4 separate regions of the Mus musculus genome follow, and regions 2, 3 and 4 are each linked to region 1. The links are chromatin contacts, called in public Hi-C, HiChIP or PLAC-seq and promoter capture Hi-C maps. All regions are on one chromosome and are shown on one strand. Each heading gives the region's core, a stretch centred on a gene start, on an enhancer-like site or on the middle of the called end of the contact. The rest is flanking DNA. Distances are from core to core; before and after follow the strand shown.

Region 1 (7,888 bases), core at 2,180-4,679:
AGCCTCTGAGACATTTGGCATTATCTAAAGACATTTTTGGTTGTCATATCAAGAACTGTTGCCACATTTAGTAGAGGCCACAGATGCCACTAAATGTCCTATAAAGCATCAGGCAGCTCCCAAAACAAAAGGTGACCCTATACACAGTAGCAATGCTAAATGGGTTAGGAGCTACAACTAGGGGCTGTAGAGATAGCTCAGCAGTTAAGAACACTAGCTGCTCTTCCGGGACCTGGGTTCAATTCCCAGCACCCACATGACAGCTCACAACCATCTGTAACTCAAGTTCCTCAGGATCCAACACACTTACACAGATATTCAGACAAAACACCAATGCACATGAAAAATATCATAAAAAAGAAAGAGCTCTGCTCCAAAGCAGTGTAAACAACAGCTTGCCCTCTTTCACCTGTACAGGGTAAACATTACATAACCTGATAGCTGCTTTCTCTCTCTTGGATCATGGCACAATTATAACAGAGAGTTGTTACATAGAGCAAGGACAAGAACACACATGTCTTCGACCCAAATGACTTAAGTGTCTACGGGACAGACCACATTACTCTTAAAATAGTCACCATTCCCCCAACAACATATTACACTAATATGCTTACAACTCAGAGAAGAAAGAGCATTCATCTTTGGGTTCTGCATTCTCGGCCTGTATTTTCACTCTTTTGCGCAATGAGGGCATCTGGGGAAAAACGGAACACAAATCAGAGTCCGCATGACATGAGTAGGTTTATCATTTCGTCCATTTAAAACTAATACTCCAAAGCTCTGCTGTCAGAAATGCCATAGAGGGGAGAAAAATATATGGCTCATTCACAAGCCCAAACACTGGCTCCCCACAGGATATAACCTGCTGGTCAGAAGAGAACCCAGTGGCCTTCCAATGTGCAAATACCTTATGACGCTGAGACCATCTCTTGAAAAAGACAAGCCCTTCCAGGGCAATAAGTCTGCTTTAGAATTAAAGGATGGAGTATTCTGCAAGTATTATTTTATAGTGATCCTGCCAGTCAACAGATTATAAAGATATCTGTTGTACTATTTCTCAAATATAAGAAATTTTCTCTCTTCCACATCTTTTCATAACATTAAAGTGTCTTCACAAAGTTAGGAGTCAATCAAATGCCAATCAACTTAGTGACTTAGGAATAATCTATACTCCTAAAGCAAAGCAGACATCCTCTCGCAATATCAATGATTAGCCACTATGCCACTAAAAATATTTACCATAGTCAAAGGCTCAGCAGTTAAAAAATATAAGACAAATGACAAGAGGAATCACATAATATAACAAAAAAGTAAGTCTACTAAACTGATAACATTTATTACCTAGAGAATGTCAAAACAATAAAAAATGCATTAGACTAGCATGTTCAGAACAAGTCTCTGGACCAGAGGAATATTGTAAACCTTGGCTCTAACACACTTATAAAAGGAGGTAATACTTCACAGAAATACTTAAGCAGTTGTCACAAAGAGGAGCCTGATGTCCCAGTATCTCTGTCCTGTGAGTGCAAAACTGAGGGAGACTGTGTGGAGAAGGAAACAAAAGGCCAGCAGAACAGTCTCTTAGCAGCAGACAGGACAGGACAGGTTATGAGAACAGGAAAATATGACTTCATATGAACAGTTTGCCATTATAAAAATAAAATGTAAAAAAAAAGGGCTGAATAGGAAATGTGGCACACCTTTCTTTAACCCTAGCATTAGGGAGGCAGAGGCAGGAGGATCTCTAAGAGTTCCAGCCAGGTCGGTCTACATAGTAAGATCCTATGTATAGATAATTAAGTAAATAAATAAGAAGTTGGTGTTTGACACAGTGCTAATTCAAACCAGGTCAGGGGAAAACTTGCCTTCACTCTGTAAACGGAAGAGAGACAACTAGCTGCTCCTCTGAAGTGATTTAACCACAGGCCTTCCTTGGGAGCAAACCCATGTTCTAAGAAAGATTTAAACTACAAAAAAGCCAGTTGGAAAGTTCTACAGAAAGCAAAGGCGGGTTGTCTTCAGTGCATTGAACAAGAGTAGAACATGCAACTGTCCCTAGCCATGACTCAAAACCCACAGTGAAAACATTAACATGTTATTAAGTAAGTCCCAAGCATTTGAGATCAAGTCAATTTATCCTTCAGTCTCCATTTTTTTTTAAAGTTAGGAAGGAAGAAAGGACAGACAGACAAACAGAACAAAAAATGAATGAAAAGAAAGGACACGTGGACAAGAAAAGTGAGTGCTAAAATTTTTAGGACCAAGGTTGAGGGATCTGGGGTTGGGTATACTCTGTCACAAAAGGATCTTTCTAGGTGACCTAGCCCACATGTTAAGATGCACCCAACCCACAAAAATACTGGTGCGCACCAATATTTAAAAGGGGGAAACAGCATTTAAACTTCTAGGGTAGTAGTTCTCAACCTTCCTAATGCTGAGTCTCTTTAAAACAATTCCTCACGTTGTGATGACCCCAACCACATAATTATTTTCGCTGCTGCTTCATAACTGTAATTTTGCTACTGCTGTGAATCGTAAATATCTGATATGTAGGGTATCTGATATTCGACCCCAGTGAAAGGATTATTGTTCAACCCACAGTGGAGAGCCACTGTTCTTGGAGAAAAAAAGAGACAACTCTTAAGGCATCTAAATGTTTCCCTGAGGGGATTTTAAAAAAGATGCTTCACATGTCCACAGACCCTCAAGAGATAAAACAAAACAAAGAACAACAAGCCATCTAGCAGGAGGACAGCAGCTAGCCTTCGCTACGAGAGAACCCTGCTGTGTTTTTATGAATGAGAATCTTGAGACTCCATGGGATGGAACGGTTTGCTCCAACGATAGAGGTGTGAGGCAAAGTCCTACAACTGAGAGCCACGGGTACCAAGGCTCGTCCTGCGCCGCCCTGCGCCTCCCTGGGCACAGGAGAACGTCAAGCTGCCACGTGGGAAGGAAGACTGAGGAAAGTTGCTCAGAGTTCTCAGTCATCCTTTCCCTCCATGGCTCGGTCGCCTCCTCTGTGCCCAGGGCACCTCTGAGGAAGGCGCGTGATCCCGGCGCGCCACGACTGACAGCGATTCCTCCCTCAGCTCCGATTCTTCGGGGTGAAAACAAACAAACAAACAAACAAACAAAGTGGCCCTGGCTTTCTCACGCCTGCCATGCGCGCTACCAGCCGGTTCAGAGGACGCGCTATGGTGACAGTGCTGAGAATGTACAGTGTAGACTGTGTGACAGACCGCTGGTGCTAAAAGACAGAAAATCTTCATTTAAAAAAAATTCTTTCCCACACGAGCACTCATAAATACCGCGGCCGAAAAGCGAAAACGGCCGGCCCGGAAGCATTGCCGCTACGGTGGACACAAAGCTCACCTTCGGGCTTGGCGAATCTGGAGAAGAGAGTTCTGCTGAGGAATCTTCCGGTTCCCGCCGGAAGTTTTTCAAACGCCGGAAGTCCCGCCTTACTTTACTGGAGCCACACTACCGGGGCGGGGCGGGGCGGGGTAGGACAGGGGCCAGGGCGAGGCGGGGCTTGAGCCGGTGCGGTCCAGGGGCGGGGGCGGGGCGGGGGCGGGGCGGGGGCGGGGGCGGGGGCGGGGGCGGGGGCGGGGCGGCGAGGAGAGAGACTGCTCCTCTGGTCCACAGGGAATTTGTGTTTGTCGCTACCCTAGGGGAGGGGCAGAGATTTGGCAAATATGCGTCCGCCTCTATATTTCCACTTTTCTGACAGACCTCTCTTGGACTACTTTACACCCTTTTCACCCATCCTTTCATTTTGTGTTTTGGATTGTTTTTTGTTGTTTTGTTTTTTGAAAAAGACTTACTCTGTAGCCCAGCTCAGTCTGAGTTCGCCACGTTGCCCCCGCTGCGTTGTATTTTTAGGCCACAAAACCTAGCTCGTCCCTTTTCTTTTTCTTTCTCCCTCCACCCTACCACGCTGTGAAAGTGTCTGAAGTTTTCCGCCTTGGCTAAGTCCTTATTCATCCCATGGGAACCTTACTTAACGAGAGACATTAGCTAGAGTCATCAGCCTCTTCCTCCAGTCTCAGGCAGTTTGATAGACTGCCAAGCAGATCCATTTGGAAGCCGAGGCCTCTTAGATACTTCCAAGAAGATTTATGCAAATTGCTTTTTGCCTTTGAACCGGGTTTCCCTGGGTCCCATCTCCAACTGTTAAGATACCCAGAACACTGAAAATAATAGTCACTGGGTCATTAACTCGAGAAAATGCAGCTCTCCCGGAGAATCAGAAACCTTGCCCCATCTCATATTCAGAGTCCCGAAAAGTGCAGTGAGCACAATCCTGGTAAACGAGCCTAGGCACAGTTTCCTTTACATGCAGTGCTGGGTTTTCCTTGTTCAGAGCTGATAAAGCACTCATACTTGTCAAGATGATAAACCAGGTTGGACCCCGGGAGCCCGTGTAAAGAGAACCAACTCCCAGAAAGTTGTCTTCTGACCCAAAAATAGCCTCTACCTTTTGATTAAATTAGGCTTAAATAACCCTTGTCCACAAGGAGACAGGTTTTTGTTTACTTTTTGTTTTGTCTCTTTTGGTCACATCAAATGCCTAAGCTGTTGCACAGTCAGCTCATAGTGAATAGAAAATCAAATTGGATACCCCAAACCGCAGAAAACTCCCATGCTGCTTTCTGAGTTTGGAAAAGTCAAATCTTAAACCCGCTGTGATAACCTGAATCCTACCTTCCCCCTTCCCCCAATCATTCCAGTTTTTAAATCTATAAATCATTCTCCAGAAATTCTTTCCATTTACATCTCTAAATCAGTTCCCAGAGGAAATTAAAAATTACTTATCTCTTTCCTTGCTATCATTTTTATCAGCCCCACGAAACTCACAGAAACAACATAAGAATAAGGTTTTAAACTAGAGAAACAAGACTTGTGAGTCTAGATTAGAATTTCATCTATCAAGCAGAACAGATCCTATAATCCCAGCTTGGGGGATAGAGGTACATCCTTATCTAAATAGTGAGTTGGAGGCCAACCTGGGCTATATAAGATTCCCTCTGACATAATTTCACAGATCAGAGCCCACGAATTGGCCAACAAGACAGCTCTGTGAGTCAAAGCGCTTGTCACTAAGTCTGAATGCTAGACTCCACATGGTGGGAAGAGAAAACCAACTTCTTAAAGTTGTCCTCTGACCTACACATATGTCCACCCATACATACACACAAAAAGATCTGTGTTATTCAGGGTTCGCTAGAGGGACAGAACTTATAGAATGCCTCTATATATTAAGGAATTTTATTGTGATGACTTGCAGTCTGTAGTCCAACTAAACCACAATGGGCCACTATGGATGGGAAGTCCAAGAATCTAGTGGTTGCTCAGCACCACACGGCTAGTTGTTTGAGCTCGTCTTCGGTAGAAGTAGATTCCAGCAGCTGTGCTGACAAGTACTCAAGTAGTCAAAGAGGTTTTCCTTCTTCCAATGTCCTTCTACACCTCCAGCAGAAAGTGTAGCCCAGATGACGGTGTGTGCCACCATACCTGGATCTGGAACCTGCTCTGTCCCAGGCTGACCTTGAACTCAGAGCTCTCCTCTGTCCCAGGCTGACCTTGAACTCAGAGCTCTCCTTGTCTTAGTCTCCTAGGATTAAAGACGTGTACTACCTTGCCTGGGCCTAAGCTTTTCATGGCCACTATGCCTCAAGATCTCCATGCCAAGATCCAGGTCAGAAACTTGTGTCTTCCAGCCTCAAGGTCTGGATCACAGGTGTGCCCTCCAATTCTGGGTTGCAGTTCATGTCATGTGTGAAGCTCCTGACACGCAGAAGACAGGGCCTCTTTTAAAACCTACTATTCTTTTAAAAATGTAAGCCAACAACTTTGTCCTTAGTGTCAATCACTTAGAATGATGATTGGTTTTAGATTATCAACCTGACTGAGTTAACCGTCACCCACCGGATGGAAAGGCTTTATCGATCTGTGCCTGTCCCAAGGACACTGACATTTGAACGTATTAGACGAAGGGGGATCTCCATATGATGTGGCTGAGTGTTGTCCAGTTGTTTGAGGGCCTGAACAGAACAAAAAGGTGAAGGGAAGGGGATACTCTGAGCTCTGTAGCTGGAACAGCCCTTTTATCCTGCCCTCAGATGCTGGACTCCGGAGAATCTACCCTTGGAATTCTGGGGCTTAGAACCTCTTGTTCTCCAGTTTCTCAGGTTAAATGCTGGGGCCTTTGTATTTAGAGTGAGCCACGCTTTCAGCTTCCCCAGTTGTCTAGATTGTAGATGGACTGGTGCAGGACAGCCTCCATAATTGTGTGAACCAATGCCTATGATAGATAGGCCCTGCCTGCCTATCTACCTGCCTATGTATCAGTCATATCATAGCTTCTCTGTGTGTCAATCATATCGGCTCTGTTTCTCTGGAGAGACAAGACCACTATAAATCATAATAATGGAAGACTGCTTCAAGTGATATACTGTACAGATTGAAATGAAAGAGCAAGCAAAGGTAGGAGCAGTATTTATAGTCTAGTATTTAAACAAGAAAACTGTTGTGGTTAATATTGCTCTGTGGTTAACATACTACTTAGAACATATAGTTCCCAAATAAAAGACACAAAAACCTTTGTATTTATAATAAACCTTCAAGCATTAGAGCTGGGCAGATCTCAACCCTCTGTGCTATTTTCCCTACTTCCCTGTCAGTGATCCTGAGATATCACTTGGCAGCTTCTGCATGGGCCACTCCTGCTCCAACAGGCCATGCACTCACCATCGATCGCCTACCCCATGGCAACTTCTTTTTTCTCCTCCTCTCCTCTTCCTTTCATGGAACCTTTGCTCTGGCCCCTCTCTTCTGCCCATCCAGGCTGCAGGCATCTTTATTAAATACGCTTAACACAACAAAAGCTGGTATGCATGAAGATTTGCTTGACTCGAAGCAGTCAGATCTTGGGGTACAGAATTTAGCATTTGAATACAAAGAACACCAGACCATCCCCCTACAGAAAGCTCCATTTTCTGTAGATTGGGACAAATTCCTATGCTTTAATGTTGAAGCTAGCTATAGGAACCTGGGACTTGTTACATGTTAAGATAGCAACCTCTTGTTTCATTTTCAGTGCTAAGGACTGAACCTAAGGCCCCATCATGCATGTGTGACCAACATCACATTCCCAGTCCTAAATTACCAATCAAGTTAAAGAGTAACTTTATGTGAAATTAGGCCTGTTCCAAGTCTAGAAATTTTGTCTATACTGCAGCTGAATAAACCAAAGAGGTTGTTCGTGTTACTCTTGAGCCTTAAAGTTCGATTTAGTTTGCCCTGGCCAGCTAATAAGAGTGAACCAAAAAAGCCAACAGGAATTGATGCAAATTGCCCTGGATGCTACCCTCACTCACACCCAACCACCATTGACTTGGATTCCATCTCTATTGAATTGGAAAACCATGGCCTTGTGAATCCCTCCCCTCCCCTGTAGTCACTGGTTTTACTGCTTGAGGCCCGACCTCAACTATACTTACTTCTCAGGTTTACTGAGATTAACTTTTTCCCACTTTAATACGACCTATGTGTGCACATAACCTTCAAAATGGCTTTGGGGATGGCTATTTGCTTGTATAAATACCATCAACAGGCATGGATCAGCAGTGGTGTCTCAGTGACATGGCTGAGTCTTCTGGTCACTGCCTGTGGTCACCTCATCACGTTTGAGCAATCATGATAGCGTGACATGCTAGCAAGTTGACACCAGTTCGGGGTTGTGTTCTTCCTCACACCCTCTCCCTGGATGATGCTTAAGGGCTCTTCTGGAAACAGGAATCTAATCGAAGCAGAACAACGGATTACTATTCCTTGCCTTGTGGCACAACTTCAGGGTAAAGAAGGCAGTGGGACAAAGTTGTCG
Region 2 (7,888 bases), core at 2,572-5,071, 480 kb before region 1:
TGTCTCAACTCATACAAGAGAGAAGATGAAGTAAGCCCAGGTCCCAGCAGGTCCCAGGCAGGTTCTGGTAAGAACTATGCTAGATGGATCTGAACAGCTCTGCGTGAAACCCTCTGTCCATGACACCAGGCACCAACCTTCTGTAGCCTTTAAGGGAGGCATATGCAGAAGGCCTGAGATGAGGTGCCCCAGGTCTGAGGGACTCTAAGAAGTGGGCAAAGTTAGGCTACAGTTGAAGAAGACAGGCCAGGCAGGAACAAGGACCTGCAGGGGAGTGAAAGGAAGGGCTAGGTAAGGACATCAGTGCTCTGACAGCTTGTTTATTACAGCCAACGTGTGCACCTGGCATGGCCACACGATGGGCTCTGTGCTTCTGGCAGACGCTGTGGCAGGACTGGCGTCAATTCCAAGGTTTCCACCCCCAGATCCCACGCTCATCTCTAGATCACACAAAGAGAAACTTGGGGCTTGAGCTCAGGGAGCCACAATGGCAGGGCTTAGATACTTCAAGAAGATACAAAGAAGTTCTCTTTCCTAGCTCCAACTTACACACACACACACACACACTCTCTCTCTCTCTCTCTCTCTCTCTCTCTCTCTCTCTCTTTTGCACACACATACACACACACACACTCACTCACACACACACACACACCCCTCCAATGGGATGAAAAGTATAGGTTTGGGGGATGCAAAGACTGAGTTCATCTCCCCTCTAATTGAGTGGGTGACTTCATAACCCCCACAATTTGAAAAATCCCTATTCTCTTTAGATTTCTCATAGAGAGCACACCAGGATCTGGGGTCCTCAGCAAACCAATGGCTCCATACTCTGCTGGTGATGGGCAGTGCTTCTTACCTTAGTGTGAATACCTCGGATGGCAGCCCAGTGACTTTTACAGTTCTTCACACCTTGGGTGCAAACAATTGGCTATCATGTCCATTCTCTGAAAACCTGTGGCCCACCCTCTCCTCACCTGCGCAGGCATTACTGTTTCTTATAAACTTACCCTTAAAGGGACTTTTAAATTGCTCTTAACGATTAATTTCACACCTTTAAAGCAGTTGTGTGTGGGTGTGTGTGTGTACTCACACACACACACCCACACATACACACAGACACACACACACACCTGGGTAGAGATCAGAGGTACATATTAGGCGTCTCCCTCGATCATTCTCCGTCTGTTTATTTATTTAGAGACAAGGTTGCACTATGCAGCCTGGCAGACTGGAACTTGATACATAGACCAGGCTGGCCTTGAAATGATAGAAATCTGTTTGCCTCTTCCTCCTGAAATGCTGGGGTCACAGGCATGTACCACCCACCACACCCAGTTTTGGAGTGGGTTTTATTGTTGTTTGGATGATTTTTTGTTTGTTTGTTTGTTCCATCTCATTTCTTTTGAGACGCGGTTCCTCGCTGAACCTGGACACTGGTTGGCAATCCCCAGGGATGGTTCTGTGACACCTTCAGTTCTAGGATTACAGGTGCCTGCCACCTTGTCAGCCTGCATTTTAAAGGATGCTGGTGGAAGCCAGGTCTTCAAGTGGTGGGGCAGGAGCTTTACTGAATGATCCAGTCCTAAAACACAAAAGCAGGATTTGTACTCTCTCCCCACCCACTTTCATCCCACCGACTCAGTCTCAGTCTCCCTTCCTCCTCTTCCTCGGGCAATCTGAATAACGTTCTCAAATGCATGAAAGAATATACACGAGACCTCAAAGGAAACCAATCATTTTGAAATACAGAGATCACAATATTTCTTTTAAGTAGCAATACAGTAATGCGTGCTCCTCCATTAATGGATTAAAGAATGAAATCCACCGGCAGGACTAATAGCCCTCAGAGTTTTGAAACAGGGATGGGCATAAGTAATACCTTAGATACCTGTCACAGCTAATCCAAAATTTTAAAATATCTGTTAACCCTGCTAAACATTACTATGGTGTGTTGATAGCACTCACCACGTAAGAAAAAGCTAGATTTCAGGGGGAGCCAGTAAAGATAAAGATATAAGGGCCCAGGATAAGAAGATCAGAGGTGAGGAGGACACAACATCTGTCCCCAACACCAGGAGTAACTGGGACCACTGGGACCTTGGCACGCAGGAACTCTGCCAGACCAGTGTGCATGGGTTCCTTCTGGTCTGTCTGGGCCAGTGCCCTGAGCAGAACTTTGGGCTCAAATTGGGAAGCCAGCCCCACAACACCCAGAGGCAGCTCCACTCCCAGGCGCTCTAACACGTTCAGGATCCTAGGATCCCAGTATCCCAGGAACTTGGTCACACCAGGATCTCAAGGTCCCAGAGGCAGCTTGACTCCCAGGAGCTCAGATATACCTAGGATCTCAGGACCCCAGGATCCCAGAATCACAGTATCCCAGAGACAGCTTGACTCAGAGGAGTTCTGACACAACCAGGATCACAGGAAGGACAGGCTCCAGTCAGACATAGCCAGGGCAGGTAGCATTAGAGATAACAGATGGCAGGAGGCAAGCCTAAGAACATAAGCAACAGAAACCAAGGTTACTTGGCATCATCAGAACCCAGTTCTCCCACCATAGCAATTCCTGGATACACCATCACACCAGAAAAGCAAGATATAGATCCAAAGTCACTTCTCATGATGATGATGGAGGACATTAAGAAGGACATAAATATTTCCCTTAAAGAAATCCAGGAGAACACAGGTAAGCAGCTAGAACCCCTTAAATCCCTTTAAAATAATGATTGAAGAGTTTTCTCCAAAGAAAATGTCTTTACAATTCTATTGGGGCTCCCTAGGTGGGGGAAGGCAGCACCCGGCACTTTCAAGTGTTTTAGAACACTGACCCACAAAGCCGGGTCCCCAGGTGGTTTAGCATCTCCTATCAGAAAGGAAAATCTTCTCCCAAATGCACAGTCCAGGAAGCCCTGGCCATGGTTCAGAAGTGTACACCTGTGCACACCTCCTGGGATTCTGCTGTGGGCTCACATCAGAGGGAGGTGGCATGTAGGATCTGCAGTAGAGTTTGTGGTTAAAATAACCACTTACCGGAGTCCTATACAAGGCTCTGTGACTACATTTCCTCCTCTGCTCCTCAAATCTGACCTAGACTCTGCCTCAGTCCCAATTCTCATTAAATAATGGAATGTGGTCTGTTTCTCCTGTCATAAGTACAGGGTCAGATACTGCTGCAAAGGCAGCGGCTAAGATTCCCCTCTTTTGTGTACATAAAAAAATAATTGGCCTTCTAATTACCTCCATAAAAATGAGAAAACTTGGTCTGCTTATTGGCACCTTTGTTAGCACTAGGGAATAATTAGACGCCTTAATAACTCTCTAATGATCCCTAGAGAAGGGAACCATTTTTAAAGAGTGTCATTACAGAGGCTTTCAAATGCAGTCTGCACTGAGCGAGGCCATAAGGCAGTCGGGATTCCTCGGTGTTGCATGGGAGGAAATATCGGTCCATTTCTGTCACATGCCTCTTCCTTCTGGCAGGAGAAGCTGGTGGAGTGGGGAAGTGCGCCACCTCTCTTCTACTCCTCTTTTATAATCCCAGTCAGCTTGTAGATTTAAACTCTGAGATCCTCTCCACCCCCACCCCCACCCCCAGAGCACAGGCTTGCGATTCGCCCCACCCCCACCCCCACCCCCAAAGCAGAGGCTTGCGAGAGCTGTAAGAACACGAAGCAGAATGGTGGTTTCCCATCCGGACAGGATGCCAGCCTTCTGCAGATTTTGTCTCTGTGGTTAGCTTCGGGACTTTTTAGGAACAGAACGTCTAAGAGGAGCGACGCCAAGCCTATGTTTCTCCAGCAGGTGGAGCCATCTCTTTAGCTTCCCCGTCGCCTTGCGCGAGATGGGAGGCGCTGGTTTGCAACCCAGGGATGGGAGGCAGCTCTGGGACTCTTTGGAAAACTTTGCCCAAACCCTCATTATTTCTATAACTTTATGTGAGAATCACAAACAACCCCTGAAAATTTGTCAGAAATACTGATTTGCCTTTCTATATCCGAATAACCACAAATTCTGGCAAATCAAAAATAATTGTGGTTTCCATAGCTTTAGCTCTCAGGTATCATGGGATTCATCTGCCTCTTCGCAATGATCTGCATCAGCTTCTAAAATCTGAACTTACTTTCAACCGGGTCAGGAGCCTGGCTTGTCAGGGTGACTCTCAGTCTTAGAGGCCTGCAGAAGTAGCAAGCATGCGGGGCTGTACCCCAGAGCACCCTTTGGGAAGATGAATCCCTGTTAACCCTATGCTGTACTGAATCTATGCTGTACTGAAGTAGGACAGCCTCTTTCTGAGACTGGCAGAGGTAATTCACCCAAATCAACTGCCTGTCCAAGACAAGACTCCACAGAGACCTTCCAGTTTGCAGATACTGCAGACAGTTCAGGTCCATTATTAATGGTCACAAGAACTCTGTGACTTACACAGTTGATAAGACCTACACAAGGAATCGGGCTTCCATTTCCTCCTTCCCTTCCCTCTCCCCTCTCTTCCTACCTCCCTCCCCTCCCTTCCTCCCTCCCTCCCCTCACTCTCTCCCTCCCTCCCTCCCCTCCCCTCCTCCTCCCCTCCCCTCCCCTCCTCCTCCCCTCCCCTCCTCCTCCCCTCCCCTCCCCTCCTCCTTCCTTCCTTCCTTCCTTCCTTCCTTCCTTCCTTCCCTCCTTCCTTCCCTCCTTCCTTCCTCTCCTTCCTTCCTCTCCTTTCTGGTGCTAAGGAAGGCACTGCTCTGTGCTGGGCACTCTCTTGACCCCCGAGTTGCACAGCCTCTCAACACTCCTCTAACCACACATTGTGCCTTCCCACAAATCTTAGTACACATATATAGGGAAGTAATGGGGCATATAGCTCAGTGGTAGAGCATACACTAGCCAAAGGTCCCAGGTTTGATCTTCAGCACTACAAAACAAACCTACCAAAACCACAATCCTCAAACAAAAAAACAAACAAACTAACAACAACAACAACAACAACAAAAAGACAAAGACCAAAAAAAAAATCCCGCTGTGACTTGGTGGATACAATCATTTCTATTTGTTCTTTGAAACAGGGTCTCACTCTGTGGCTCAGGTCAGCCTGGAGCTCACAATATTCCAAAAGTGGCCTTGAGGAGCTAGAAATGCAAGTGCTGAGACCTCAGGCGTGAGCCAGGATGCCCGTCCATTTTCTGCAACCTATGATTTTAAGAAAAATGTTGCTTTTGTCTGGCTGTCCACTGCTGAGTGACAAGCTTCACCCCACCTTCAGTGACTATACACCTGCAGACTTCCAGTTCACACATTTGCGACACAGGAACTCAGGGCACTCTTGCCTGGCAGAGTCTCCTGTTCCACGTAGCATCAACAAAGGCCATGTGGTGGTATTTTCTTGGCTAGTGAGCTGGGGGACAATCCATGACACTATCTCTTGCTTTTCTGGCACCTTGATGAGGGGTTAGAAGGGTCAGGCATGAAGTCAGCTCCGCCTTTCCAGCAGCGAGACTTCAGGGTAGCCTGGTATCTTGTGCGGTAACTAAGCTCCGTGAACAACCATCCCAGCAAATAATCCGTCATGACCTTCACACCCTAACCTTAGAAGGCATACGGCCCTATTATAACGGCAATTTGTTTGTCCAAGTACTCAAAGCCCTGCCCAGACTGGAGGAGAAAGAAGGTAGATCCAATCTCCTGATGGGGCAAGAGGCCAATTGCCACTATGTTTTGAAGCCATACTATTTAATTGACATTACGTTTTCTGTATCTGCTTGAAGTTACACACTTTCTAAGTCTAGTCTCTCTTATCTGTTCAAATCTCCGTTAGCCTGGATGGATAGGACATGTGAGGCCCTAGGCTCCATCACCAGCATGTCCACAAGACAAAATGAAGCTACGTGCACCCTTTGTTAAGATCATAGACAACCTCACTAAATACTTAGGAGTCGAGACTCAGGCTACAGAAGTACCTTTGTGTTAGCAAGAGGCATACCAAAGCTGCAGCAGGCACTAAAGAGTGAGCCTTGTTCTATAAAACCAAACAGCAGCAACAAAAGGAAAACATCTTCCATTATGTTTAACTTTCCTTTTAAAACTTAAATTGAGCCAGACTGTAGTAGCATATGACTTTAATCCCATCACTCGGGAGGAAAAGACAGAAGCAGAGGCAGGGGCAGGGGCAGAGGGGCAGAGGGGCAGAGGGGCAGCGGGGCAGAGGGGCAGCGGGGCAGAGGGGCAGCGGGGCAGAGGGGCAGAGGGGCAGTGGGGCAGAGGGGCAGAGGCAGAGGCAGAGGCAGGTGGATCTCTGTGTTTGAGACAGCTTGATCTACAGATCAAGAGTGGGTTCCAGGACAGCCAGGGCTACACAGAGAAACCCTGTTTCAGAAAACCAAAATCAAAAGAAGAAGAAGAAGAAGAAGAAGAAGAAGAAGAAGAAGAAGAAGAAGAAGAAGAAGAAGAAGAACAACAACAACAACAACAACAACAACAACCACCACCACCACCACCACCACCACCACCACCACCACCACCACCACCTTAGGAGAAAGCTGACTAATATTTCACTAGTTTTCAGGTGTGGGTTGATGCTGGTACATACCTACCTCTGGCGGTATCTCAGCATCGATAGCTCTCAATAGTTATCCTATGGGACATGCCCAGAGAACACTGGGTGCCCCCAATAGGTCAGCAGGAAGCTCTTAATTATTCATGAGCAGCATGCTACAAGGATCTGGCATTTATAGGTACCCGGAGAGTCTGGTCTTAATGAAATTATATATCCATACTGTTAAGAAGATATCGAATTTTTTTTTTTACAATTTTTATTTTGAACACTAAACCATTAATACAAGCAAAGCAATGTAAAACTCCAAATTACTGCAAAAAAAACCCCACTTGTTTTTAAAAATATTTATTCTATTCTATGTACATGAATTTTTTGCCTTCATATGTGTATGTGCACAGGTACATGCCTGTTGGATGGTTGTGAACTACCATATAAGTGTTAGAGATTGAACCTGGGCCCTCTGCACAAGCAATAAATGCTCGTAACCCTTGAGCCATTTCCCCAGCTCCCCAATTTGCACGTCTTTAACTGTCTGCTTATATGCTGAGATAAAAACATGGAATCCTAATATGGTCAGAGAAAAAAATTAAAATTCTATGTACTACTGTTATTGTTTTACTATTGAAGTAAGGTATGAAAATGTTATGCTACATTTTAATGGGTCATACTTTTAATTCTCTTTATATACTTAATAATGTGTGCAATATCACAATGTATTTAAAATATGTAAATCAAATGGGTACAGTCTGGCGGTACAGGCCTGTAATTCCAGCTGTTCAGGAGACTAAGGTTGGAAGATCTCAAGTCCAAGGGCAGCCTGGATTACTTAGTGAGATCTCAAGTCCAAGGGCAGCCTGGATTACTTAGTGAGATCTCAAGTTCAAGGGCAGCCTGGATTACTTAGTGAGATCTTATCTGGAGAGAAAAAACCCAAAACACCCAAACCAAACCAAAACCAAAACAAAACCAAAAAGCAGGACTGGAGAGATGTCTTGGAGTGCAGTGCTCTCTATGGAAGTACGAGGCCTTCCATCTGGATCCCTAGAACCCACAGGAAGCCTTGCATGTAGTGTTCACCTGTAACCCCAGCAGCCTGCGGCTGGGTGGGAGGCAGAGGGAAGAGGCTCTCCAGAAGCTAACTAGACAGTGAATGTACCGTAGGATGTTTGAGTGGGAGCAGGAGGAACCCGGGAGGCTTCACAGAGGAGGTGATATTTGAAGCAGCACCAGAGAGAGCCTTGTGCATGGGAACAGATACTTTCTCTCGGGTTTCCTGTTGTTTGGAACTTCTGTGGGCCTATGATGGCCCCCTCTCCAAGCTCTGTGCTCCCTTTTGCCCACAGTGTCCTA
Region 3 (7,888 bases), core at 2,118-4,617, 460 kb before region 1:
CCTCCCACACCGCTTCATCAAGCACGGAAAGCAAGCGCCCGGAGGCGAACAGAGCTCTAGGAGCCCAGGTCCACAAGGTTGGCCGACATGGGGTTGAGTATGGAGTCCTGCAGGCTGTGGTGATGCTGCAGTGGGTCCGCGCCGCCTCCACCGGGCACTGGTACGGGTACTGCGCTCGGGCCCGGAGGGTGGCCCAGGCTGTGCAGGGAAGGCAGCCCAGGGGGCGGCGGCGGGCTGAGCAACAGAGCGGGACTGGACGACGAGTGGTCTGGAGTCCCCGACGGCGTCTTCTCATCCTCGGAACTGCCTAGCACCGACTTGCCACTGCCATTGAGCGAGGAAGCCAGCGGGTTGTGGCTGCTGGAATTGGAGTTCTCGCTGTTCTCCCTGCAAGCGCAGGAGGAAAGGAGCGGGGTCAGGGGGAACCAGGGCCACTCTGCGCTGACCCTCAGGATGCCAGCACCTGGGGCCCCGCTGCGGTTGCTAAAGGGTGTTTGCTGTTTCTACCATTCCCACACTTGACTTCTTGTTCTTAATTGCGTTCTCAAACCCTCAACACTAGTTTTCGCTTGTCCCTCTCCCTGTATCAGCCCATGTCCTTAATGTCATGACTACCTTTCCTGTTCCCAGTATTTCCTGTCCTGTCTCCCACCCCATTCCTTAAGAGAGCTGCGGCACCAAAGTGGGGAGCCTGGAGTTGGGAGAAGTGAGGGAAAATACCGTACAAACGAGCTTTGCTGGGTAGAAGTGGGGAATAGAAGCTTCAGATACAGCGAGCCCAGGCTGAGGGGCCCACTTCGACTTGGGTGAGCACAGGCCTAGTTTCCCTTTGCCTTTCTCTGCGCGAGGGAAACCCCTCCCTACTGAGACTATGATCCCTAATTCCAAGCTGAGCAGGAGCTCATTTGACTGGGCAGAAAGATGGGGCTTTGAGAATGGAGGACTCCTTTTCCCTAGGGGAGAAGGTAGAAGGAAGGGCAGGGTGCTGAGAGCTGGCTCAGATCGTAGGCAGAAACAAGGAGGCACAATCTGTAGCTCTCACCTGGGGCCTAGTCAGGAACCCCAGCCCTTATGGAGCCTGACAGAGGAGAACCCATCGCAGATGAATCCACCTCTTGCCTGCTTTTGCGGACAGTCCCTGACCAGATATGGGTATTTGAAATCCTGGGTAAAACCTATTAGTGGATTCCTAACGGCCATTCTTTCAGATTTCTTGGGGTGGGGGGTGGGGGAATGAGCAAGACATCATCGCCATTCAAAGTCAAACTTGGGGATTTCAAATACCCAGGTCCAGTCTGCAGCTTGCTCTTCTGCCCCTACTGTTCGATACCCTGACCCTGGATCCTTCAAACGGTGTTCAACACATCCACATCACCTAACCCAGGTGTCTTGTTTTGCTGTTCCCCAAGGAGAAATCCGTTCCCATAATCCGTTTCTCTCCGATCTCGATCCCCTAGTTTCCTTGTCCAGATTTAAGCCCAAAGCGGGTTACAGACAGTTACAGGGGTGTCTGTAGCTTAGGTTAGTTTGGAAAGTCTTAGATTCCGATAGAAAAGAAAGCTCCCAGTCTTTCGGCAGATCCCAGTTTACCTCGCACACCCGACTTGCCCATCAAAGAGAGCAGAACCTAAGGAGAGCGAGGTCTTCAAGGGTCTGGCAAGTTCAGGAAAGGCAGGCTGGATTGCCTTCTCTTCCTCAGCAGACATTTCCCCCGGAGGCCTTACATCTTTGGGTCCTTTCTACGCGGGATAACTCCCAACTCTCTTGTGCCCAGCTCTTATGCCCAGACAAGGAATAGGTCTACCTTGCATAGATATTGCAGTCATTACCCAGATAATACTAGGGAGATTCCAACCCCTGCCCTGACCCCTAAAAATCTCTTTGACCTGGAGGTGACGTCCTAAACCCCCTGATCCCCGACGCCCTTGGTTGTTCGAAGATCAGGCCCTAAGCCTACGCTTACCTCGCAGGGAATTCAGGCCCACAGCCCTGCCCTCTCTGAAACTCGCCGTTTTTCCAGTTTAGTCCACAAGCGACTGAGGAATTAGTTACTGAACTTACGCACCGCTTTGCCCGCTTTAGACAAATTCCGGGTCGCTCAGCCTCCAGAAAAGACCTAAGCGCTGTTTTGAGCCAGCCTGAGCTGCGGCCGAGCTTGGTACCCGGGGTCCGGGTGCGATTTAGTCCTGTCCAGGAGCTCCCCATCCTCCCGCACCCGTTTCTCCCAGGACCAGGGAAGCCGGCGCAGATGCTCACTTACTCGTACCTTTCCTTGGCCTCGGCCGCCCTGTCGCGCTGCCGCCGGTTCTTGAACCAGTTGCTGACTTGCGTGGTGGTGAGGCCGGTGGCCTCGGCCAGCTCGCGCTTCTCTCGTGGCGACGGGTAGGGGTTGTGAGCGTACCACTCGCGCAGCACGCTGCGGCTCTTCTCCTTGAAGCAGTAGCTGGTCTCCTCGCCGTCCCAGATGGAGCGGGGCAGCGGGAACTTGCGCCGCACGCGGTACTTGCCCACGGCGCCCAGCGGCCGGCCGCGCAGCTTCTCCGCCTCGATGTAGTGCGCCTTGAGCCACAACTGCTGCAGCTTGGCGTGGTTGTGCGGCGAGAACTGGTGGCTCTCCAGGATTTTGTAGAGCTCGCGGAAGTTGCCCCGGTGGAAGGCCACCACGGCCTTGGCCTTGAGCACGCTTTCATTCTTGTGGAGGTGCTCGCAGGCGGGCAGCGACCACAGGAAGCGACCCAGCCGCTCGATGTTGCCGCCCTGCTGCAGCACCTCGCACACGCACGCCACTTGCTCCTGCGTGAAGCCGAAGGTGGGCAGCATGGACATGGTGGCGGCTGCGCGCCCGCCCGCCCGCGCGCGCCCTCACCGCGCTTCGCGGCCCCGCATGGGCGCCTCCCCGCCGGCCCCGGCCGGCCGACAGGCGGGCGGGGCCCCCTGGCCAGGCGCCGGCTCCCGAGCGACTCCTGAGTCACAACGATCCGTCCTCGCTCCCGCCGCCGGCCCCGCGCAGCTCCGCGCCCCCGCCGCCCGCGCGCCTCGCCCGCGCCCAAGCCCGGAGGCCGCCCGGGGCGCCGCTCCGCATGCTCCGCGCCCGCCCGCCGCTCGCTCGCCGGCTCCTCGCTCGTTCGCTCTCCCTCCCGTCTAGCTCGCTTGCAGCTTTTTTAATAATATTATTCTAAGCGGGCATGAGGCGCGGCGGCCCGCGCCCTGATTGGTCGGGTTATCTGACCCGGGGCCTGCCCGCGCCAGACAATAGTCGAGTCAAATTATTCGCCATGGAGACGCTGTCAGTCACCGGTAACCCGAGCCCCGGCGGCCCGGGCGGCTCCCACCCCCGCCCCCCTCGGCCAGCTCCGCTGACAGATCGCCCCGGCTCTGCACAGAGCGGAGGTTGGCCGAGACGGGAGCCCCAGGCACTCCCAGAGCCCGGGAGGCGGAGAGGAGCCGGGCTGGGGCCCCGAGACGGCGGTGATTGACGGGGCGGACGCCCAAAGAGCAGAGGAGGAGGAGGACCCCGAAGGAGGGGGCTGGGTGGGGGCCCTCGAAGAAAAGAGGAGGACCGAAGTGGGGAAGGAAGGGAGTAGAAGGGAAGGCGGAGGACCGTTTAAGGGGGTGCCTTTCAGGAAAGGAAAAGAGGGGGACAGAAGGAGCCTTCAAGAGAAAAAGTGTGAGACACCCCTCCCTTTTTTTTTAAATAAGAGGCGTCGCAACAGCCTCACCCAGGCTTCGCCAGGTGCTCCAGCTCCGGCTGGGTCACTGCGTCGCTCGGAAGGTCGCAGCTGACAGGCAGAGACACTAACCCAGGAGGAGGTCAGTGGGATGGAGAGTTTGGATTCTCTTAGGGGGCCTCTGAAAGGCTTGGCTTTTCTAGCTGACAACACCCCACCCCCATGCAAGAAACCCGGGACCCGAGATGTCTATCCCCTAGGGAAAGGGGGAGGAGGTGGGGAGAGAAGTCAGAGATTTGGCAGTGGCCGCAGCTGGACGCCTGAGAATCAACTTCCCGGAGGATCCCGCCTTTCCTTCCTTTCGCAGCAGGCTGCTTGCCCCGCGGCCGGTACCGCCCCCACTCGGCGCGATCTGCTCCTCGCCAGGCGGGGACTCAGACTTAACCCCACGGGGCCCAGGACCCGAGAAACTCCCGGCAGTCTCGTGTGGCCTTTACGGAAGTTGAATCTTGCAAGGGCGGCGACACAAAACAGGGGAGCCCGCATAGACCCGCAGACTGCCCCGGGGAGCCCAGGGCAGCGTGTGTAGGGTAATTGTCGCACTTCCCGGGGTGGGGGTGAGGTGCACAGAAGAGACTGGATTTACCAGCTTCCTGTCTCCCTACTTCTGGGCTCGGGTTCCTGGTCTCTTCTGCCTGAGAACCCAGCGCTAAGTTCCGGCAAGATTGGCCTTAGAAAGTGGGTAGGAGGAGCCCTGCTTTTTGTTTCTTTGTCAGAACTCCCCCAGAACATACGAAGTGCTGGTCCTTTGGAAAAATCCAAGCAATAGAAGGTTAGGGGTGCACTGGAGGGGTGGGGTCAGGGACATCCCTGAAGTTTCCAGAGTTTGAAAGGCCCACGGCTTATTTCTTGGCAAGGCTTGTCCTTTGGGCATCCATTCCGCCCTTTCCCACCCAGCTGCAAGCTCCTAGTGACATTCAATGCCAAGATCCAAGGAGGCACAGACCATGCTAAAACCTCTAGACCTCGTTTTGTTAACAACCCTGTCAGCTTTCTAAGGCGATGGAGAGGCAGATATTGAAAATGGAGTCCCGAGCCTAAGCGTTGGTTTCTGGTTGCTGGTTGTTTATGGGTAAGGTACATATTTATTTATTTAAGGATCCAGCATCATTTCCCAAACTTCCCCTCTGCTCCAGAATGCCACAAGTCTTTCTGTGATGATGTAAGCATGGGAGAGATGAGCACTGTGGCTTTCCCTAAGACTTTAGCTCTGGGAGCCCTGTCCTTTATCTTGAGTTGAAAACAGAAGACTGCCTAAGTTGGTGCTAAGCCAGCACCTGAACAAGTTACTGCAGAAATCCAGATGTCATCTTTGTGGACTTCCTCTGTGGGTAGGGCAGACTCTAGTGTGTTCAGGCTGCCCTGTTTGACATGGATGCCCTTTAGTGAGCTCTGAGGATTCCAGGGGACCTGGGAAATATATTACCCAGACTGCCCGGAGGTTCTAGAGCACAGCTTGCTGCTAAGAGTGACCAGAGTTTAAAGGATTCAGCCGACCAGAAGATCCCAGCTCTGGTCACAGCCACCACAGTTTGTTTGTTTTGTTTTTGTTTGATAAAAGAAGGCCAGAGAAGGAAAGACATCCATTGGTTGGGTGCTAGACCAGTTAGTCACTTCCTGGTGTAAGACTCTGGGCCCATTTCCCGGTTAGCTGGGGCCTCAGTGCTCTCCCCAGCCCCTCTCAGTGCTGGCCTGCAGTAGGTTTGAGAGTATTAACATCACAAAGATGATCTCTCATGTCATCAAACCTGCCCCTCCATGAGCCTTTGAGGCTTTAAGTTGATGGACTGGGTCCTGCCAATGCTGACAGTAGGCAGATTTTCTGAATCCCAGAGCTCCACAATTCTGGACATCCCCGTGCTGCCTCCCTTGTGGTCCCCAGGCCACCAATCCTGCCTAGGGCCTCCAGGCAGCACTCAGCAGCAGGCAGAGCAGAGCAGAGCAGAGCAGAGCAGAGCAGAGCAGAGCAGAGCAGAGCAGAGCAGAGCAGAGCAGAGCAGAGGAGGGACCTGCCACCCAGGGTGCCCGATGAAAAGTCATTACCCAGCAAGCATAGACAAACTGTAGCCCCGTTACCCAAAGCGGGAGTGTGATATGATACTACCTATCCCTTCCTTCCTCTGTCACAAACCAGTTCTAGCAGGTTTGGGCCAGAACCTCTTGGCAGCAGGGGGCCGGCTGGATGCCTGCCCTAAAAAGGTTAGAATCTCAGCTAGGGTCCCTTCACACACAGCAGTCTCTGGCCCCTCCTTCCCAGAATTTGCACCAGGACAGAGCATAGGCTGTCTGGGTAGGGATTTGATAGACAGCAGCGTGACACTCAGACAAGCTCTGCACTCCGTTCCAGCGCATTGAGCAGCTGCTTAAGAGGCCTGGAGTGCCAAGTGCTTTGGGTCTCTACTTGACCCCAGCTTTCAGCCTTGTGCATTTCCCTCCACCTAGCCTTACACCCCCACAACCACTTGCATTAGAAGTCCAGTATAGGCAGAGTACTTTATGGCCAGGATGGCGGAAACTTTTGCAAACGTTTGGGAATTTGCGTTTTTATTGAAATGTCTCCTTGCGCTCCGAGCTGCTCTACAAAGTTCCCTAGGAGCATCGGACTTTCTGGAAGGAAGTATTGGGTGCTCCCCATGAGCCCACACCCGCAGGATTTCTTTGCCCTAGTATTTTGGGCAGGAATGGTCTAAGGGCTTTGTGCCTGGAGATTAGCAGGAACTGGTAGGATGGATCCTAAAGGCCACCACGGACTGCACCCATTGACCGGAGGACATCTGGCACACCGCAATTCTGTGAGGTCCATAGGTGACCCAAGGAATTTCTCGGCTTGGGTTGGGGCCATTCGAAGTGAATCGGAAAAAAAAAAAGGACTTGCTGCCTATATCCAAGGCCAGTGGACCAACAGACCTTCGCTCTGGACAAACCTTGTGACTCAATAAAGAAAAAAGGGGAGTGGGTTCTACGTGCGAAACCAGAGAAGCAGAGCCTGTGCCCTGTGCTTAACCAGTCTTTGCCCAACCTATAAAGACTACAGAAATCTCCCGCACTGACTCCGGCTCTGCCGCTCGCTGCTTGATCTATGATGCTCTGCACCCGACGCTTAGAGATGGGACGTCCGGGCTTCTGCAGGTCAGAGTGCTGCGTTGGACATTGACTTTTGTTCTTTCTCCGCCACCAACTCTTCCCAGTCTTCTTGGGCCTGAGCAGTGCGTTTCGTTGAATGCGGGCCAGCCGTAGAAACTGGCTTGCTCTGCGTCCCTCTGCGCCTCACCACCTGCCTACCTAAGGCAGCCGCCAGGTCTGCGGTGTTGCTGCAAGTGCTCCGAGCATTTGCAAAATCTGACACCCCGCGTTTTTCTGTGTTGCTCAACGTGCGAGACCGCATCATGCGCTGGTTTACAGCTTGTTCCAGTTCTCAGAGCGGTTCCCAGAACACCCCGAGCCCGGGCAAGTTTGCAGGGCCCTGGACTCCGTGAAAAGTCACTCTGGAAAGGGCTTAAATCGTGTTGTCGCCTGTGACGCACGTGGCTGTGACTGTAACAGGCTCTATGGATCAGAGCAGCAGGGATCCCAGGGCGTCCTCTCTGATCTGCGAGCCTTTAGCCTGTGGCCCACGAGGCAGTCTGGAGGACTGACTTTAGAAAACGGTTTGGGGGAAGCGGCCACACCCGGGATCTTGTGCAAACGAAAAGAGAGAGCTCCAGGCTCGAAGAGCGTTTGGAGGCACTCAAAGCAGCTGATCCGCCTGGGAGGTGCCAGCAGTAGGCGACGTTTCAGGTGACTACCAAGGCCTGGCTACCTTCCTGCGACGACGGGCCCGGTGACCTCCTGCGGTCGCCGCTCAGGCCTGGTGAGCGTTCGGAGGTATCTGCAACCTGTGAGGGGCCTCTTTGGATGGAGGTGGGGGACGAGGGTGCAGGGGCCCGGCATCCGGCGAGAGGCTGGTTCATGGAATTTGCAGGAAACTGCTGAAATCGAACCCCCGGGTGGTTTTTCCGCGGGACAGTAGAGTGACTGTGCGTTCCTGGGTAGTCTGTTGTGGACACTTTAGGCGTGTCAAGTCCCCAAGTTCAGGTCTAAGGGTGGATCTACTCAGTTTCCCCTACGCTTCTAGAGGAGGAAGAAGTGCCTTGTGCCCTGACGGATCTCAAGCTCCTCTC
Region 4 (7,888 bases), core at 1,591-4,090, 300 kb after region 1:
TGCAGCCCCACAGCGGCAGGACTCACTTCCTTTTGCGTCTTCTCTGAATTTTGTGTCCTTTCCCTTCCCTTACCCCTCTATGTGTCTTTCAGAAAGTTCTTACTACATACTGACCATGGGGCCCAGGTTGACCTTGAACTGTGGTCTTCCCTCCTCAGCCTTCCAAGAGCTGGGGCTACAGGCCTGTGGCACCTTGCATGCCTCATTGTTATATCTTAGCAGCTGAGCATCCTACAGCCACGTTTAGCTTGGGGAGATTTTTCCACTGGAATTGGGAAGGCTGTTTCCTAGTTCTGACAGATTTCCTCCAAACCACAGACTGTTCTTATTAAACAGGGCAGGAACCAAACCCACAAGTTCTGCTGATCTCATATGTGCATGCTGCAACGGGCATCTACAAACACCTGCAAGTCGTAACGTGCAATCTCCACATTAATCCTGAGTCAGACTTGGACATTTCAAGTTCCAGAGAACTTGAAATTAGGCTGTTTCTATAGGCTTATTTGGCAGTGACTCTTAAAAATGTGCTTTACAAAGCAGACAAACAACAACAAAAAACTGTCCATAATGACTGGGGAAAAAGATTCAACTCCTTTCAAACATTTCCCTTTAATTTATGTATCTGTTTTGTTTTTGGTTTTGATTTTTTTTTATTGAGATAGTCTCATTCTGGAGCGTTGGCTGGCATGGCACTCCCTATGGAACGCAGACTGGTCTTGAAGGCAAAGGGATCCTCCTGCCTGAGCCTCCCAAGTACTAGGATTATAGACATGGAGAGCCAACCCGATTTTGCATATAGTTCTATAATTGGACTTAAATAAAAACATATTCGCAGGTGTTGTAGCGAATCGTGTGACTGTCCAGCCTTAACTGCATCTGTTGGCCTGCATAGAACACCTACTGCTTCCTGTTTCAGGCTACACGCTATGGGTAACAAGACCTGACAGGCCCCACATTTTCAGTGGCTTGGGTTTACTCTTCTGGGGTGCATGTCACTGTTGTAATGACAGTCCCCATCCTTGAGTTCCTTCTGTGTGCTCTTAATGACAGTAGCTCACTGACTCTGCAGGGTAGATACCCACCTCTTCCTGACACCAGTAACTGAAGCTGAGCAGGTGACTACAGGAATCTGGACACAACACGGAGGTTCCATTGGGAGCTTCCCTCCTGCCACAGGGCATCTCTGTGACTCACAGTTAATGCCACTCAGAGGGCCCAGACTCAGTCTTCCTCTACTTCTACCGCCCCTAATTCTCTGTTCTTAACCATTCTAGGAATGAGGGACGATTGTCTCTGTTTACATGTGGCCCTGGAGATGACTGTAGTCCACATTGCCTAGAGCAGGGCTGCTGGGAGACAGCCTCCAGGGAAGGCTGCATAAATGGAGGGATGTGTGGACAGCCTGGCTGGAAGGGTTCTGTCTCTCAGTTCACTATCCTGTGGGTTTTTTTAGAGCAAGGATGACTGAATAGAGAAAGGACAGTGTGAAAGGGACATATCCCCAGCAACTGAGGGAACATATAAAAGCCAAGTATGTCCTGGGTGACTTGGAATCTATTTCTTTTATTTGCTCCATTCTGTCCCTGGGAGTCCCCTCCTTGTTTCTGTGACTTGACTTCTTGAACAGTTTTGGATAAGTCATTTGTCACCCACCAATCATAGCAGCAGCTGTTGATACAGTTAGTGAACTTTATGTGACTCTGATTGGCATCCCTTGCACACGTGGGGACTCATGCCTCCGTCCTTGTCACCCAGGCCACCCTTTCCTGGCTGAGGGGACCACAAACACACTGCCATGCCTTACTCAGCAGATTCCAGAACAAAATACACATGTGCACAAATAAATGTCCTCACTGTGGAGAAACTTGCTTTCTTTTCATCGGCCAGCTTTCTCTTGATGCTTTACAAGTGCCCAGAACATTTGGACTGAAACAGATCTTGAACCCCTGTGGGCACAGGCCAGCCTGCTCACCCAGTTGGGTCCGGCATGCAGCTTTCTGGTCACTCACTGAGTTCTCTGCCCTTGGCCTGTATTGTTGAAGCAAGTTTCTGGAATCTGGCACCATAGGCTCCCTGTATGCTAGCTCTGACCTCATCTAACCCCACTGCCCTGGTGAGATCTAACACAAAGCTCACGTGGCAGAAAGAGGAAGTGCCAGGCTGAACCTCTTCCCTGTGGTTTCTTCTAGAAAAAAAAAATAGTAGAAACAAATACCAAAGCTTGGGGATCCAGACCTCATGCATTAAGCCCTCTGAGCCTGTCTGTCTGGTCCCGTGGGCTGCCTTTAGGTGATGAACAGAGAGGGTATAGACACAGACAGTTGATATATAAGTGTGAAGTGTAATTGGGTCCTTCGATTTTGTTTTGGTGACTCTCTAGTAGTGGCAGACAGGAGACAGGTGTGTCTTCCTCTGGCTTCATTGCACCAGTCGCTGTATGATGTGTGGCTGTGCAGTCTCGCTGGCCTCAGGTGACCTCAGGTGACCTGCTTGGCTTCCCCCATCTCAAGCCGTGCTCTCCTTGAAAAGACATGACAGATGTCTAAGACTTTCAGAGCCGTTTTCTGACCAAGCCAGCTCAGTCAGTCAACAGGTTCTCCAAGGCAGGAGTGGGGATTAAAAAGAAAAAGAGACAATTAGACAATACTGTAGCATGACCCCAGCCAGTTCTGAAGCTGAAGCAGGTTTTTTTTTTTTTCCCAGTCTGCTTTTATCCCACTTTAATTACATGCAAAATGATAAGATCAGTTCTGGGTCAAGGGACAAGCAAGGCAATAAACAAAATCCTGTAAACACCATTTTTAGGGGCTAGTCAGGATGACCAAGACAAAAGGAATGCCACACATGCCTCAGCTGAGCCTGCTCTGAGCTTTGCATTAACTCAAGTGTAAATGTTCATAATCTGGGCCTATTTCCTCAGTCCTGACCAAAGTCAGACTCCTGTCTTGCTTGAGCTTACTTCTTCTGTCCTGGCCCGATGTCAGATTCCCACCAAGCATCTGGAAGCAGTCCCCCAAAAGACTACGCACATCTCCCCAGGTTTTATTTCATATAACCCATCTTAGGTCGTTCTGACAAGAATGCCTTCCTTACCCGTCATGGAAAGTGCATTATCCAGACCAATGCTATTCTGTCTTAGGTTGGTAAGGCTCCGTGCAGAATCTTACCTGTTCTTGGCTTACCAACCTGTTCAATTAATAACTGTACATGGGGATCCATTTTTAGTTCCAAGCCATGTATTTTAGCCACCAAAATATTGATGTTGTTAAAGGCAAGTTTTATCACAATGGCAGGAATAAAAGTATTCCCAGGATGAGAAGGGCTAGCATGACCAAGCTATCTATGCCAGCCTTGAAGCTTGACCAAAACATTGACCTCAGGCCATGAATAATTTTATCAGCAATATTAGCAGCATCAAAGCTCAGCAGAGCAGCATTTTTCAAAATCATCATCTCGGTATGCAAAGTTAAAACATCCAGAGAGGTGTTAGAATTATGCCAAATACCCTGAAAGCATCCTCGAACCTTTCCCCAATTATATTGACTATCATTGTAAAGTTTAAAAGTAACACAAATCCACTGATGTTTAGCATGACACTTGAGATGTCTCCTTTTAAACTCTGAACTTCCTCCCCAATAATTTGAATAGTATCACAAAGAGCATCAATCTAATGTTCCAAACGCCTATCTAAATCCTTATGAATACTCAGAATATTAGTAACATTTTTTTTGCTAAATGAATGTAGCTGTTTTAACTTCTTGCATCAAAGCAATAGCAGAAGCAGTGGTGCTAGCTTTTAGTGCAATTCAAGCTTCTATGCCAGCAACAATCAAGCCCACTATCCTATTGCTTCTGCTTAAAGCCTGACTCGCTTCTTTCAGTATTTGCAAGCGTTTTTCAGAGCACCAAGGTCATGTCATACTCACAGGCAATAAAACAAAAGCTGATTGATAAACCACCATAATAGGCATGTCAGATTTCAACACATTAACAAAACGAGAATGTGTACAATCAATACAACTCACATTAAATACAAAAGTTATTTTAACATGGCCAATTAATAAAAGATTGGGAGCCTTAACACACGCACTAAAACATGTTCAATCCAGGTCCTGTCCCAATTTTATCGATTGCTAGCATATCTTCATAAAGAACTGCAGCTAACTTCCAAATATGTCTCTGAAAATGTCCAGCATCAGCCTTCTAAATGAAGACTGTTATTTCCAATATTGGATTGATTTCTAGATCAGTCCATGATTGAGTCAGAATAGCTGGTCACATTAAAGCAAAGAGAAGAGCCATTATAAACTTCTCCTTTTGATTAATTTTTCTAAGTCAGTTTCCACATTCTCCACGTTCTCTGTCCCACAAGGTCTAAAAGCTTGCAGCAAGGCAGCTTGTCCAATCTGGGATATGGGCAAGCAAAGGTGGGTCAGGAACAGATGTCCAGTACAGCTTCCCAGTCGCCATTGTCAGGGCACTCAGCAAGCTCACAGGTCAGCACCATTCTTTGTCCCAGCATCAGCTTGTCTCACCAAACACTCTGGCAGCTACCACACTCCTTCAGCATCTTGCAGAAAAAACACAAACATGCCCTCTTCCTCATATTAACTACCTGATCAAGACCATGCCATGTGCCAGTATGTGGCTCCTTCCATTTCACCTAGGCATAAATATGCCTGGTTGTAGGGTGGCATAGACACTCAGAGAGTTTCTTGGCATACAAATTTTAAAAATTCAAATATAAAGAACATGATTTAAATAATTGTGAGGTGTATGGGATATAACTTCCCCTTCTTATTTATGAAGATATTGTTTTAAAATTCTACAATACCTGTTTCACAATACCTTGTCCTTGGGGATTATAAGGGATCCCAGTAATATGGGTAATATTAAATTATCAACAAAGAATCTCAAATGCTCGACTGCAATAGCCAGGTCCATTACCTGTTTTAATCTGATTTGGAACACCAAGCCAAAAAAAAAAAAAAAAAAAAAAAAACCACAGGCAAAGACTAATTACATTTTTATTTGCTTCTCCCGTTAAATCAGTTGCAGTTAGAAAGCCTGAAAAGGTATCAATAGTCACACGTGCATATTTTAATTTTCTAAAATCAGAAATGTGAGTAACATGCATTTGCCATAATTGTGAAGCATAAGTCCTCGAGGATTAACACCATTATGTGGTACAGGTAGAAGCTGAGGACACTGAGAACAAGTCTTTACAATTTGACTTGCACATTCTCTAGAAATACCAAATTATTGTCTCAAGCTATTACTATTTTGATGATGTAAAGAACGGGATTGCATGGCCAAATGTTCCTGTGTAAGGCCTATATTCTGCCTGGTATACAAATCTGCTATGGCATTGCCTTTACTAAGGGGTCCAGGCAATCCCGTATGAGCTCTCGTGTCCTATAAAGTAAGGAACAGTACATTCTCTGAAATTAAGTTGTATTTGCATACATAGTCGCAAAATTTAGCAGTATTTAAAAAGGGAACAGTTTCAAGCGGTTGTAAACCATTAGCAATATATTGGCTATCAGTATACAAATTAAAAGCTTGATTTTTTCAACATTTCAAAAACAGTGGCTACAGTATGTAATTCTCCACCGTTTTCGAGTCTGCTTCATTAGGAGAGAATATAGTGAGCCTAAATGAGCACAGTTAGCAAGTGCATCTTTAAAGGCGGGCTTCTATTTATTGCTGTAGGCGTTGGCTGCCATTTCTGAGGTGTGGCTATAGTCCAGCTCTTCACTGAGCCACCCTGCCAATGAGCTGCAAGCAAGTGCATTCATTCTGTCCCAAGTCTGACCTCCCAGAGTCCTCTTACTCTGGTGGCCTAATGTTTTAGAGCTTATCTCAGTATCCACCGCTTTCATCTTTTCCTCTAGAACTTTCTGCCCCATAGAAATTGCAACAGCAACACAAATTATAGGTAAAATAACACACACCTCACACCTCACACCCAATTCATTGCTTGGCATTTGCCTGGGCTTGTGTTTGTTACCTAAGAAACACACACACACACACACACACACACACACACACACACACACACACACAGAGAGAGAGAGAGAGAGAGAGAGAGAGAGAGAGAGAGAGAGAAGAGAGAGAGAGAGAGACTTGTTTTTAATTTAATGCATAGATGGCTAAGAATAGATGCTTATAATTGATAAGAAAAATATAGCCAAGCACTAGTGGTTCAAGCTTTCAATCCCAGCACTTGGGAGTCAGAGCCAGGTGGATTTCTAAGTTCCAGGCCACCCTCATCTACAGAGTGAATTCCAAGACAGCCAAGACTACATAGGAAACCTTGTCTCTAAAAACCAAAAAATGAAAAAAAAAAAAAGAAAGAAAGAAAAGGAGGAGGGGGAGATAAAGAAAGGAATAGAGGGAGGGCTTAGAGGGAAAAAAAGAAAAATATAAAATGTTTTGCTGGTATTTGAAATACTTGGCGATCTCTGGCTGAGTAAATTCAGGCCGTGTGGAAAGACTAGAGAGTAGGCTGGTCAGAATGAGAACAAAGATGACGGTTTATGTCCAAGAGCATGTCTGCAGATCCATGCATAGAGTCATGTGCTCACACACACTCTATACATCATACATCTGCACACTCGCAGACACTCATAACAGCTTAGATTGGTGCAATATCTCATCCTCACCATATACACATCACAAAAGCAAATATGGGCACAGCCCTCACAGGTGTCTCATACCCTTCACTAAATGAACTACAGTGACCGGAAACTTAATAGACACCAATTTCTAAGCGAATAAATGACTTACAGATACACCTCCAAGCAGGGCCTTGTGCTCCTGTTAGAGGAAAGAGACATAGTTGCATAGTTAATAGATATTTTAATGTATCGTACAAGGTGCTCTGAGGGCAGATGGCTTTACAGAATGGACAGCTGACTTAGGAGAGAGAGGGAAGGGGGTTGAGCCTGCAGAGTTCCACCTCTTGAGAGAATGAGGGCTTTTGTAACTCCAGTCACTCGTCCTGTGTGAGAATACAGAGATGGCTCCGCAGAGGGACTCCCAGGGACGGAAGGTTATCGACGAGCCGACTTTGAAGGTCCACTTGAGCCCTGGGATTTGAAGCTGGCCCTACAGCCGGTTCTGCCAGGTATTTTCTGGATCGTAATAAATTCACAGCTCACTTGCCAGGCTGAAAGGCTCTTGCTGCTGGAGGACCAGGCAAGAGGCTGCTATAGAGAGCTGAATTTTTATCTAAGTTGATGCCATCTTTCCAAAGAGCTGTCAAAGCAAAGACTTAGAAAACAGACCTAAGTGCTCTTGGTATAGCCCAAGAGTCTGGACACACTATTGCTTAGAGAAAGATCTGTAGGAATCAGGCAAATTTTCATTTTTCCTATTCATCCAAGGCAGTCCAATAAGACATCAATTCTCTCTCTCAGGTACTATAAAAAATGAATCATTGTACTACATAAGTTAAAAAAAGGAAAAATAAAAACACTAAAGAATTAGTTTTGACCCAAGACCATACTTATCTGTCTGGGTGTTCCTGAGATGCCTCAGCAAACATAAGGCGGAATAAAATATTAGCATCACACTGTCATTTGCTTTGGTTTCTAACCCATGCAAATGGGAGAAAAATGCTAAGTATAAGAAACCAGTTTCTCCTCCAGAGCCCGTTTCGATGAATGGAAACTAAAAAAACGCTTGCATATTTCATTATTGAATAGTATTGGTGTGCTTCATGGAGTATGGCATGCATGAGGAACATACAGCCCTTGGGATATGAAAGGTCTCACAGTAGGTCCTGGGCTAGCCCAGGCTATGCACTTAGTAAGTTACTGGTAGAAGAATGATGAGGAAGGAAAATCAGAACTTGATTACAGTCTCTCTCTCTCTCTCTCTCTCT

The links. Promoter capture Hi-C pulls out the DNA fragments that hold promoters and counts their contacts. Hi-C and Micro-C count contacts between places; a contact is called where the count stands out from the background. HiChIP or PLAC-seq counts read pairs in DNA pulled down with a chosen protein or histone mark.
Region 2: an H3K4me3 HiChIP or PLAC-seq map of stem cell-derived neural progenitor cells shows a contact between it and region 1, with 5 times the contacts expected there. The contact joins the enhancer-like site here to the promoter of Srbd1 in region 1. A contact is called at or near these places in 9 of 39 promoter capture datasets (the 3T3-L1 cell line, embryonic stem cells, frontonasal cranial neural crest and 5 more), 18 of 484 Hi-C or Micro-C datasets (the Ba/F3 cell line, MC3T3-E1-derived osteoblasts, adipose-derived mesenchymal stem cells and 10 more), 11 of 115 datasets of contacts at active chromatin or transcription factors (T-cell acute lymphoblastic leukemia, astrocytes, craniofacial prominence and 5 more) and 1 of 9 other capture datasets (embryonic stem cells).
Region 3: a contact with region 1 is called in a promoter capture Hi-C map of embryonic stem cells, with 2.7 times the contacts expected there. The contact joins the promoter of CJ186046Rik here to the promoter of Srbd1 in region 1. A contact is called at or near these places in 1 of 39 promoter capture datasets (embryonic stem cells), 11 of 484 Hi-C or Micro-C datasets (MC3T3-E1-derived osteoblasts, brown adipocytes, embryonic stem cells and 4 more), 14 of 115 datasets of contacts at active chromatin or transcription factors (astrocytes, craniofacial prominence, embryonic midbrain and 4 more) and 1 of 9 other capture datasets (embryonic stem cells).
Region 4: a contact with region 1 is called in a Hi-C map of the 63-12 cell line, with 2.9 times the contacts expected there. The contact joins the enhancer-like site here to the promoter of Srbd1 in region 1. A contact is called at or near these places in 2 of 39 promoter capture datasets (the C10 cell line and embryonic stem cells), 3 of 15 datasets of contacts at CTCF or cohesin (CD8 T cells, the NIH/3T3 cell line and pro-B cells), 51 of 484 Hi-C or Micro-C datasets (the 63-12 cell line, the AML12 cell line, the Ba/F3 cell line and 38 more), 27 of 115 datasets of contacts at active chromatin or transcription factors (the 230-238 cell line, the HPC-7 cell line, the NIH/3T3 cell line and 20 more) and 5 of 9 other capture datasets (adipose tissue, embryonic tail, liver and 2 more).

What each region holds. Positions count from the first base shown.
Region 1 is chr17:86,141,746-86,149,633 of GRCm38.p6, forward strand. It overlaps Srbd1 (S1 RNA binding domain 1), which reads right to left and starts at 3,430. Exons shown (of 21, transcript NM_030133.3): 1 at 3,376-3,430; 2 at 615-694. The coding sequence starts at 694.
Region 2 is chr17:85,661,345-85,669,232 of GRCm38.p6, forward strand. It overlaps a transcript of Six2 not described here. Among named protein-coding and RNA genes, the nearest start is that of Six2, 23 kb to the right of the region's middle. Within about 2 kb of position 3,822, at least 30 of the 459 cell types and tissues checked have an H3K27ac peak or open chromatin away from gene starts, as enhancers often do. A contact at or near this core is called in the Ba/F3 cell line and stem cell-derived neural progenitor cells, where this site is marked.
Region 3 is chr17:85,685,127-85,693,014 of GRCm38.p6, forward strand. It overlaps CJ186046Rik (a long non-coding RNA gene), which reads left to right and starts at 3,368. Exons shown (of 9, transcript XR_001782258.2): 1 at 3,368-7,592; 2 at 7,843-7,888. It overlaps Six2 (sine oculis-related homeobox 2), which reads right to left and starts at 3,128. Exons shown (of 2, transcript NM_011380.2): 1 at 2,267-3,128; 2 at 1-387. The coding sequence starts at 2,826. The coding sequence ends at 57.
Region 4 is chr17:86,445,176-86,453,063 of GRCm38.p6, forward strand. All of the region lies in intron 2 of Prkce (protein kinase C, epsilon), which reads left to right. Among named protein-coding and RNA genes, the nearest start is that of Gm30284, 4.1 kb to the left of the region's middle. Within about 2 kb of position 2,841, at least 1 of the 459 cell types and tissues checked has an H3K27ac peak or open chromatin away from gene starts, as enhancers often do. A contact at or near this core is called in the 63-12 cell line, where this site is marked.